Linked DNA regions of Pan troglodytes: region 1 is linked to region 2. A link is a contact called in public Hi-C data. All regions are on one chromosome and are shown on one strand. Each heading gives the region's core, a stretch centred on a gene start, on an enhancer-like site or on the middle of the called end of the contact. The rest is flanking DNA. Distances are from core to core; before and after follow the strand shown. Region 1 holds the start of PCDH9 (protocadherin 9). Region 2 overlaps PCDH9 (protocadherin 9).

Region 1 (5,383 bases), core at 2,631-5,130, 810 kb before region 2:
GCATAGCCTTAAAAGGTGTTAATTTTCTTTTTGTGGTGTTAAAATTCTGCATTGTCATTTTCTAAACAGTGATAATATAAATAACCCTGAGCATTTTTAGCACAATTTTCCCCAGAAGTACTGTAGAATAGTCTAGTCTTTTTTGTGAAATGGGGACAATAATGCCTGCTGTGACATGAGAGCCCCTGTGATTGATTGATTAATGTCCGTTAGACATAATAAGACACCTGGATTAAAGGAGCCTTAGAAGTACAGGCCACAAAAGTATTTTTTATATTATTTTTAACTATGATTGGAATATAGAACTAGTATATTAGAGTTAAAAATCTTAGTCTTGAAGTCCTTGTGGAGGTCATTTCATCATTCTGAATATTACAGTCTGTCTTTTCTCTAAATGTAACTTACAGAAACAGCCTTTACAATCTCCGTGTGAAATGTAGTTTTAAAATGCTGAATGGTAACTAGAAAATCCTAGATGAAAATCCAATTAACAAACTGAACTGCTTAATAATTTAGGTTATTAAATGCCATTACATGGAAATCATTGTTTAAATATATAAATAGAACAATATTAAACTTGTGGAACACAAAATAATTTTATTAACTCCACATCTGTTTGTGTTTAAATCTGCAAAAGCATTTTAGTCTTCAGTTAGCTGGCTGAAGGTGACTTGGCTTCACAAGTATCCCATGACCTATATAACCAGCAGAAAACACTAAAGCAATTTTACTATAGCTCAAATGGCATAATTCCCATTAGTATCCTGATGCTACTAATCAGGTACAACACAGGTGAAAACATCATAATTCCTTGCAGTAGAAAATACGCTTTGACAAAGATGAATAAGGGTTAACTAAAGAGATCTAATTAAAAGTCTAATATATATACTGGAAGATCGATATTAGAAATCTAACATTTTATTAAATTCACTAAGGAAAAACAATGATAAAACACAGCATAAAAACAAATAGGTGTTCCCTTACAAAAACTGAAATTAAGAATATTTTCCTGATTCATAATTACACAGACCTAACTTAAAAAATATTGGAGAGGTAGATTATGAACAGCTCTCATTATGAAAATGATTTATATAGTGTTTTGGGAAGAAACCTTAAGTTGTGATAACACAGGGTTAGGAATATGACCCTTTATATTTAATTTTCCTCTAGGAATATTAATAAGATCTCTAATAATAGTTGTCATTTTAGAGTTTAGAAGTCGGATTATTATAGGGCAAACCAGCCTCAACTATTCTAGATTTAAGAGGTAAAACTGAGAACATTAAGGAATCTCAGTCGTTCAGATAATGCCAAATAAACACCTAAAGGATATAATGCCCTGAGTCCATAGCTCTATTTGTCTCTGGAACTCCATCTCCTTTGAAAAGAATCTAGACATATTTCATTCTGGGGCTTTGACCTGTGGTTTTCTTTAATTGAAGTCTCATAGTCATTAATTGAATCATGTGATGATTTTTTTTTTCTCTTCTCTAACCTTCATCTTGTGTTCAAACTAAGATTTCATTTATGAGCAGGAGGTAATAATGGGTTCTGCCAACACGTGAAGCTATCCTTAGCAAAGAGAAACAACTCCGTTTAATAATGATGTTAAATAATTATTGCTAAGCTATGTGTTGCGACTACAACATGACTTTGAAATGACTACGGTATGATTAGAATAAGAATATGATATAACTGTGGTGCTTATGAAATGAACTGGAAAGTGGCTGTGCTGCTATGTTTATTGTAAATGTATCACAATGATGGTTCATTTATTTAAAAACAGTGCAGTGCATAAAATAGGTGACAATTGGAACAATGTACTAGCTTTAATTGTAGATTTTGTGAATGGCAAAATGATCGTTTACTGTGGTAAGATAAAAGAATCATCCTTTCATTCACTGACATTATTCTGTGAGGCAATATTTTTCTTTTGACTTTGGGATACTTATAAGTCCTTTCTATTCTTGAATTTTATATACTCTAATCATACAAAATATTACTATAATAAAAGTTGCTTTGCTATTTAAAAATATCAGTCTATTATCTGCAAGGAAAGTATTTTATATTTTACATATAAGGGATTAATGGATTTTACAGTGGGCTTTTAGACACTGCAGTTGAACTGTGAATATTAACTCAAAGAAAAGTTTGAATTAAAAAGAGCTTACAATTTCATGTTGGAAAATTGTGATGTCAAATTAGTTGGTTAAATCATGTCATTATTTATTCAATATATGGCTTAGTAAGCTTGATTCGTGTTTTTTTTTTTTACTTTTCATTTAAACGTCTAAAAACAAATGTTACTTAAAAAAGAAAAAAAGCAAACAAAACTATTGTACTCAAAAACAAGGGGTAATCTCCAACACGCCCTCAGTCAAGAGCTTAAGTATGTCAAGAGCCTTTAATGCCTAGGCAGCCCATTATAGAATGGGGAACACACAGGTTTAAAATAAATGCCCTTTATTCTTCCTGTAAGTTAGACCAAGTTATTCAATCATGTACTAAGACCTTCTCTGACAACCTTTATAGGTCATTCAGAAAATAAATTTTTGTTGCAAGTGAACTGTTCCTATGTTAATGCTTCAAACTTTACTCAGGTATCAGGCGTTAAGTACAAGCCATTACACAAACCTTTGTGGTTTACTGACTTTAAAAGATCAATCAAATATATTACTAGATAGTGCTTTGGGGGTCAGTATTTGAGAAATAAAGCTGTATTTTTTGGGGAGTCATTCCATCCAGTTCCTGTATGAAAACGAGAAACTTGTGAGGATTTAGTACAGAGCTGGAGTCGGAGAAATGAAATGCACGGGAAAAGACGAAAATCACAGGAAAGAAAGTTGGAATCAGCAGAAAGTGCCTAGGGGAAAGGAAGTGTTCCACAGCTTGGGAAACAGCTGCCTGGGACTCCTTCCAGCCCCTCGGAAGCAAAGTTCGCAGTGAGGTGGGCTGGAAGCGGGTTTTGCAGCAGCGGCGAGTCCGGGCTCAGGTTTCCAGGCGCGGCTGGAGCAGAAGTGCAGGGACCGCCACGATCCACCGCCGCGGCCGGTCCCGCTCCGCTAGAGGAGACTTCGCACGCGCAGCCGACTGGCCCGGGCTGACCGAGGGGACCCAGACGCTGCCACTTTCTCTTTCCAAGGCAGTTTCCGTGGCTCTGCATGTAGGAAGTGCTCCGATTAATTTTCTTTCCGGTCTCCGCAGAGATTCCAAATTCTGCGGTCCCCACCTTTCGCTGTACTCCCTCTCCGCCCTTCTTTCCAATGTCCCTGCCAGCAAAAGTCTGTATTTGCAGCACCGGGCATGTTGGCCGTTTAACGCGCTCCGGGGATCTGCTGGCTCGTGCTCCCAACCCAGGGGTGGCTATACGTCTCGCGCCTCTGTTCCTGGGTAGACTCCCCCATCTGTGCATTTTGGCCCCTTCACTTAGCAAAGAGATGTGCGAAGTGTGCGCCTGGAGACGAGCCGCCTCGGTGACCCCCATCCGCCCGCAGCGGTGGCCCTGGTTCCCCGGATCCGCGCCCGCGCCCTGCGGGGCTCCCGCGCCGCCCTTGCCCGCCGGACCGCCCGGGCTCGGAGGGTCGCTCGCTTTCAGCGCCTGCGAGCGCCGCTTCCGCGCGGGCCTGGGGAGCGCCAGCGCGTCCCTCCCAACGCCGGACCCTGCAGAGCATGCTCAGTGCACCTCATAGAACCCGGCTCTCCTGGGGCCAGGATCAGATTTCCGGGTTTTCGCTGCTGCCGACGGGGCGCGGAGGAGGGGAGGCTGGGAGACCCTCAGCGCCTTGTTCCGCGCTCCCTCCTTCGCGCCGGGCTGCGGCCGCCCGCACCGCAAGATGCAGGCCAATCAGAGCCCGGGGGCGGGGCCTGGGCAGTCACGCCCTCCCTCTGGGCTTATTGAGAGTTATACCAAGAAATTCAGTTCAGAGAGAGGAGAGGGAGAAGGAGAGAGGGGCAGAGGAGAAGGGAGAGAGGGAGAGCACGCGAGACGGAAAGGAGCGCCTCAGAGTCTCTGAAGCACGCAAGAGATAACCGATTAGGAATTTTTCGGGCAACTGTCACCCGGATAGCTGTCAGAGAATCATCATCGCCGCAACTCTGACGTTTCCTACAAGAAGTTAGAGACTTAAGCAGTATTGGCATCGGATGGAAATGGTATGCATGCTGCTGTGGAAAATATCCCTGAGCTGAAGAAGTGCAACTGGATGTTGTGTGTGTGCTAAATGCCCAGAAAAACCCAGACCCAGTGGGTAAGAGAGACGAAATGTGGAGAGAATGACTAACGACAAATCCGTGAATTTGTTCTCTGGAGTTGCTAATTTGCCAGCCCGAAGCAACACATTTTACAAGGAGGAAACATTTTGCTGCTTCTGATTTCTCCCCAAACTGGTGCTACCAGATGCATGGCTTTCTATGTGTTGGAACAAATCATTCCTAACTGCAGCATACCGGGAAAGGGGAAAGGTTGAGGCAACTAACGTAAGTGTAAAGTTTCGCATGCACAATTGTACATTCTGTGTTTAGATGTGTCCTCAGTGTAGGCGAAAGATGCTTGTAATTGGGTAGACGGTTGGGGCAGAGCTCACCTACTCGGCTGTATCTGCATCCCTACCTGCATCACTCTGCCGGAACTAATCGCGGGCATCAGCTACTGTGCAGCCTAATGCAGATAAGATTAGAGCCTGAGAACTGACCAGTCCTACTCAAGTAGGTAGCTGCCTGGAGCCTTGCACCCATTTAAACTGCAGTTATCTAAGCAGAAGCCTTTTTACCTGCATGATTGGGTTGCAGTATTTATGTGTGGCAAATGTTACTAATATTCTAACCAGAGATCAGGATTAAGAAATTGCATTTTTTTCTCTTTTATGTTCAGTAGAAAATATTGTGATGTTACATGGGAATATTAGCTGCGTTTCACTTATATCTCGGCACTCTCTTCCACCTCTAGGAAAAGGAATCCTATATTATTATACATTTTTTAAAGTTTCAATGTGTTTATGAATCCTAATGAGGATAATTTGTCAATATGGAGAAAGGAGAGCAAGCTGTGGGCAAGAAATCTGAAGTCTTGTTGTTGTGCTTTTAGGCAATGAGGATGTGTAGTGGCCGGTGACTATTGCTTCTGATGCTGCTGCAGCGGCATGTCCGGATGCTCGTTTCCCAGTAAGATTGTATTAGAAGGCAGTTGAAGAACTGGGAGGAAAGAAAAAGATAGCCTTTTTAGAAAAGATAGGTGACTCAGTGGGGCAGAGAAGAAAACACATTTGACATGTGACAAAGCAATTAGCAGGAACCGTAGCTAAATACTTAGTGTTTTTCACTTGCACCTAAAAAGACTGAGGGAGGTAGGTTAGAGGCTAGGAGGAGGGTGAGACAGGGGGAGGGG
Region 2 (5,075 bases), core at 442-2,941:
ACATGTTTTTCTATTGACATAAATTTTAAATCTTATGCCCTGAATTTATTTTCTCATACTTATAAAATTCTTTTTGGCCACCTGGCTCCTTTTTTTTTCATTTCTCAAAGTCTGTATGGAATTCAAGCATTAAATCTCTCTGCCTCTACCCAATCCAGTCCACACATAGTCATCCTTATTTTAATCTCTTCCTCTTTCTCCCTGCCATTTCATTCTATTCTTGTATGTATTCTTTCCATTATATTACCTAATCCTTACATAGGAAGCATTTCTATACTGTCTGCTTTACTTCACAGAATCTCCTCAATATGTTTCTATAGCCTTAGAAGTAGGAAGATTTTTGTCCTTATATGTCAGTACAGACTTTTTTTCCTCCCCAGAAAAATCGTAAAAGCTAAAATTTATCAAGTGAAACAGAAATAGTAATTTTGAAACTGGAAAATGTTTACTACCTAATGCCAGTTAACTTAAGCCTATTCAGTGATTTTGTGTACGTGACTTCCATAATTACTATTTGAAAAAAAAAAAGGCAGAAGAAGAAAAAGACAAAGAGAGTGGGGGAAAGCAGTGTGGGATAGGAAGAAGAGAAAAATATGTGCATTTGCATTTGGTTGTTCAAGACTCAAAGCAACTAGGCATTCACAAGGAGCTATCCAAATGTTTATAGTAGGTTCTACTATTTAATGAAAGTAAAACAAACTAAAACCAAAGACTGTAATTATGTTTAACATTTCCAATTTTTTAAGGAATATAAGCCAAAATGTATCCATGTGTATCCATGATTCTAGCTTACTTAGCTCCTGTTTATGAAAATGTATATCCAGAGAAAAAGTAGTTATTTTATGTTACATTTACTAACATTTAAGTTCTGTCATCCCTGTTAAGGAAATTGGGAATGGAGACAATTCCTCAGTAATCATACCAAAGTTCCTGCTGCTTCTCTGCCCTTCAAAAGTGATCCCTGCTGATAAAACTTTGTTTCTGTTGAGGATATTCACTTGAATTTTGTTTAAAATCAGAATTGTTTGTCTCAATCATACAATCCACTGCATTCTAGTGAACCTGACTTATATTCTTTAACAATGTTTAAAACACTGAAATATGATAGACTACTTAAATGAAGTTGCCTTATATTATTAAAGTACATGTAGTTTTAAGGTGTAAAGAGAGCCATCAGAGGGATTTTTTTCCCAGTGTCTAAAAAAATAATAATTTGTTTTATTTTAAATAATCAGGGATGTCAAGAATACCAAAACTGATGGATTACAGTTCTTTATGTTAAATGCTCAACATAATAAGTTTTCATGTTAAAAATTAGTGGTAATTGTAGATCGCTTCTAATATTTTATAATGAGTTAAACTGAAAGCAATCTTCCTATGAATGTTGTAGATGCCTCAATGAAGTGTTTAAGATGTGATGCCTTGAAATGTTCTAAATTAAGTTTTATACCTACATGGAAATTACAGCTACAGCAACAACATTAAAAAACAACACCCCCCTCCTCAGGACTCCCCCATGACTAGGATGGGATGAATGCTGCCTAAGGCCAGACCACACAATTGGTTCTTCTCTGCTACGGAGTTATAGAATAAATTTAGAATAACAAAGAAAGGCTATTAGTGAGTCCAAACCTGTGTCCCTTATTGAACACAGTATTTAGCATGCAAGAGTGAACATAGATTAGAAGAAAGAGATTCTGTCAGGGAGCATTCCTAAGCCTCTTCCTGGAACATTTTCTTCTCTCTCAGATGTATTTACGCTTGAGCATATTTATTGCTGCCTTTTTCATTGCTTTGTTAGTATTACTAGCATTTTAAACTTTGAAAAGTTTCCCATCTCCGAGGAGAAATGATGAAAGTCATTTAGTAGTAGGACATTGCTTCAGTGGAGAGGTTTTACCCTCTAATGCTTTTAAGTGTGTCTTTTAGACTATAAGTGAGATCTGTGCCTTGTTTCTGAGATGAGCACATAAACCTTGTTTTGCTAAGGTACTGCTTTCTTTAGCTGCCTCTTGGGTACTTCTTTCTAAACCACTGTATATGGTTTTGCTGAATCAGAGAAAATAGAAATTTTTCTGCAGCTAAAAAACCTCTTATATGTATTTGAAACAAAAAAATTGATGATATCAGATAAAAACATGATGAAGGAATCTACAGCTTATTGGCATTTATTAATTTAATATATATATATGCATTTTGCTGTCATTAATGCTTAATTTCTATGGTTGTTTTAGTTATTTGTTTGTTTTTGCACCATCTAGGTGCTGATGATTCAGTGGTGAATGAAAACACCAGGTCCTCTTTACAGGGTTTAATTTCTAAGTAATGCATAGATTAAGAATATAACTTTGTGTTTAAACAAAGCTAAACTGTGATCCTAATTGGACCAGTTACAAGCCACACGAAGATGAATATGTGTAGTAAATTCTCTGAGTCACAATTTTCTCAGGGGTAAATTACAGATCATAATCACTTTTTTGAAGTTTATGTTACATAATGAAAGTAAGGAGCCTAAGTCAAACCTTAATGGGAAGCGTTACAGTAAATATTAGTTGTCAGTAATGCTTGATGTGTGCTTATAGTCTAGTAGTAACAGGAGCAGTTTTTACATTGACTGTGTGCATCACAAATATTGTCTGCAAACTTCCCAGCAATTCTGGAAGGTGTCCATATAGTCATCTTGTTTCATCGCTGAAGAATCTGGGGCTTAGGGCAAGAGTCTAATTAAAACTTGCCCAAGTCTCACAGCTGCTACTTGTCAGAACAAAGGTGAACCACATTCATCTGATGCCAAAGCCCATGTGTTTCTCCTGCATTCATCTGATGCTTAATCCAAGGTCGGCACTGCTTGAAGAAGCCCTTCTCTTTTTTCCTCTTAGAGAGAGAAACAAATTGTACCTTTTACTATCCACAATCCTGCATGCCCAAAGCAGCAAGACAGTCAGCTAACTTCTTCATAAGTACAGCACACTGGCAACAAAACCACAGAACATATTTTAGCCAACCACTATTAAAATAATCTCTCTCTAGCATCACCTCCTCCCTGACTTATTCCATTCCAAATCAGTCCCCTTATACATAATGTCTCCATGTAATTTATCTTTGAAACTAGGGCATTTGGAGGAGTAAAAGGGGGCACTAATAATCATTACTCTAGATTAACCATTATAAACCAGCTCCATCCTGGAGAGGCCAAGACATACGGTTGCCACATTTATAAGACTCCAAGGTTTAAATTACGGTTAGATTTGGAAAATACTGATGATAACAGGTAGAAACATTCTGTCCTCCTATATATGGACACATACACCTTTCCTTTTGAAGGCCAGAGTAAAGTCATTGCATCTTTAATGCAGCCTTTGGTTCATGCTCAGTCACCCTCTGTAGCAATGTAATAACTTCTAACGTTCCTTGCTCCCTCAGATCAAGGGGAGATGAGTATTTGGCACCTTCTCCTTATAACATTTAAATAATCTATTTTTCTGTTCAGATGATCTATGGATAAAAACACTTTATGTTCTCCTTGAAATCCTTTGGTCGGTGCCCATATACACAACCTATGTATTTAGAAGGAAATGTGCTATGAAAAATGGTTTGTTCAATCATAGCTAAGTATCTCTGCAAAGGAAGATGCATTTGTAAACTGTGCAAATGCAAATTTTGCTATCACAGCAACCACCAGTTATTTGCAACAGTTTCTTATTGCAAACAACATCTTGAAAACTGGTGCTAGGTTAAATCTTTTATATGAGAATAATAAAGAGAAATGAAGAAGTGATAAGCAGAGTGTTTAATAAGATGATTGACTCAAGATGAGGGGAGATGGAGGAGAAGAAAGAAAAAAATAGAGCAAATGGAAATGGAAAAAAAGTAGCTATCTGTGTTATGTGTTTGCCTCATATTTTACTGAGATTTATCCATTTAGGATCAGTAAATTTGCTTAAGTGCAAATGTCAGCCCATTTTTATCAGGTGTCTGTGATGAAAACAAATATCATTTATTTCTTTAAAAACAATTTTACTGTATAGACATAATATCTAAATAGCATACAAGGAATAAAAAAATGGAAAGAGGATGGATTATGAATCTGGTTTTACAGTATGTTATAAGCAGGAATGTTTCAACAATTCCCATTAAAAATCACACAAAACACATCAGTGAAGTAAGTAAGTATATCTTAATGTGATAGAAACTTAAAGTAGAAAGGGAGAAAAAAGGCATGAAGGTAAAGATGTGAGTAAAAATATTGAAATATTATTTAGTTCTACTCTCCCTCCAAAAATGCACTAAAACAGCATACGTAAATTATAAAGTTTACAACTACATTGTGAATTTCAGTGGCATATTTAAACTGAATGATTCACACCTTGAATCATAATTGCATTTATTGTCTTTTCATTCCTTCCCTCCCTTCCTCTCTTCTTGCTTGATTCATTCTTTTTAAATTTTATTTATTTACTCATAGTTGTGGATTATCAGCCTCCTTGTGAATCCAATTTCCTTACAAGAGATTTACCCTACTTTTTTATTACCAGCTTTATATTTAATTGTATGATTACATTTCCACTTTTGGAAACTCCCCCTTCCCTTATTGTTCCTACCTTTCAGAAATTCTGGCAATAAAACCACATTTTCATTCTTGGAAATGTTGGCCTCTGCTCATCCCTCACATTTCTCTCTGACTATAATTTCTTTGCTTTATTGTTTCAAATATGAGAAACTTGTGTCTTCCAATGGTTCCTATCACTTACACATAAACAAGCATCAGTATTTTCCTTATTTATCAGAATTAAGCCAGGAGTAAGCAGTGCCTCTATTTATGTCTACTTTCTAAGAGATAAAATTGACTTCAAGGCAAGTCTTAAATTATATCAGATATTCTACTTTTAGATAACTGAGTCATCTTGCAGTTTTCCTGATAGTTAACGTACCCATGAGCACTGCCAAATTTAAGCTGTATTAGAAAAGCATTATCCGTGTTGCAGACATTTCAGTAGAATCTCAGCCTTTATCTTTTTTCTCCAATCAATTGTTCTCTTTGTATGATTACCTGATAAACAATGTACCTCCCAGCA

The links. A called contact is a pair of places that touch in the nucleus more often than the background predicts.
Region 1: a contact with region 2 is called in a Hi-C map of stem cell-derived neural progenitor cells, with 2.5 times the contacts expected there. The contact joins the promoter of PCDH9 here to the enhancer-like site in region 2. A contact is called at or near these places in 1 of 7 Hi-C or Micro-C datasets (stem cell-derived neural progenitor cells) and 1 of 1 datasets of contacts at active chromatin or transcription factors (stem cell-derived excitatory neurons).

The regions. Positions count from the first base shown.
Region 1 is chr14:72,882,295-72,887,677 of NHGRI_mPanTro3-v2.0_pri, reverse strand. PCDH9 (protocadherin 9) reads left to right here and starts at 3,880. Exons shown (of 5, transcript XM_024348281.2): 1 at 3,880-4,476.
Region 2 is chr14:72,067,012-72,072,086 of NHGRI_mPanTro3-v2.0_pri, reverse strand. The region is part of intron 4 of PCDH9 (protocadherin 9); the gene reads left to right. Among named protein-coding and RNA genes, the nearest start is that of PCDH9, 810 kb to the left of the region's middle. Within about 2 kb of position 1,691, at least 7 of the 24 cell types and tissues checked have an H3K27ac peak or open chromatin away from gene starts, as enhancers often do. A contact at or near this core is called in stem cell-derived neural progenitor cells, where this site is marked.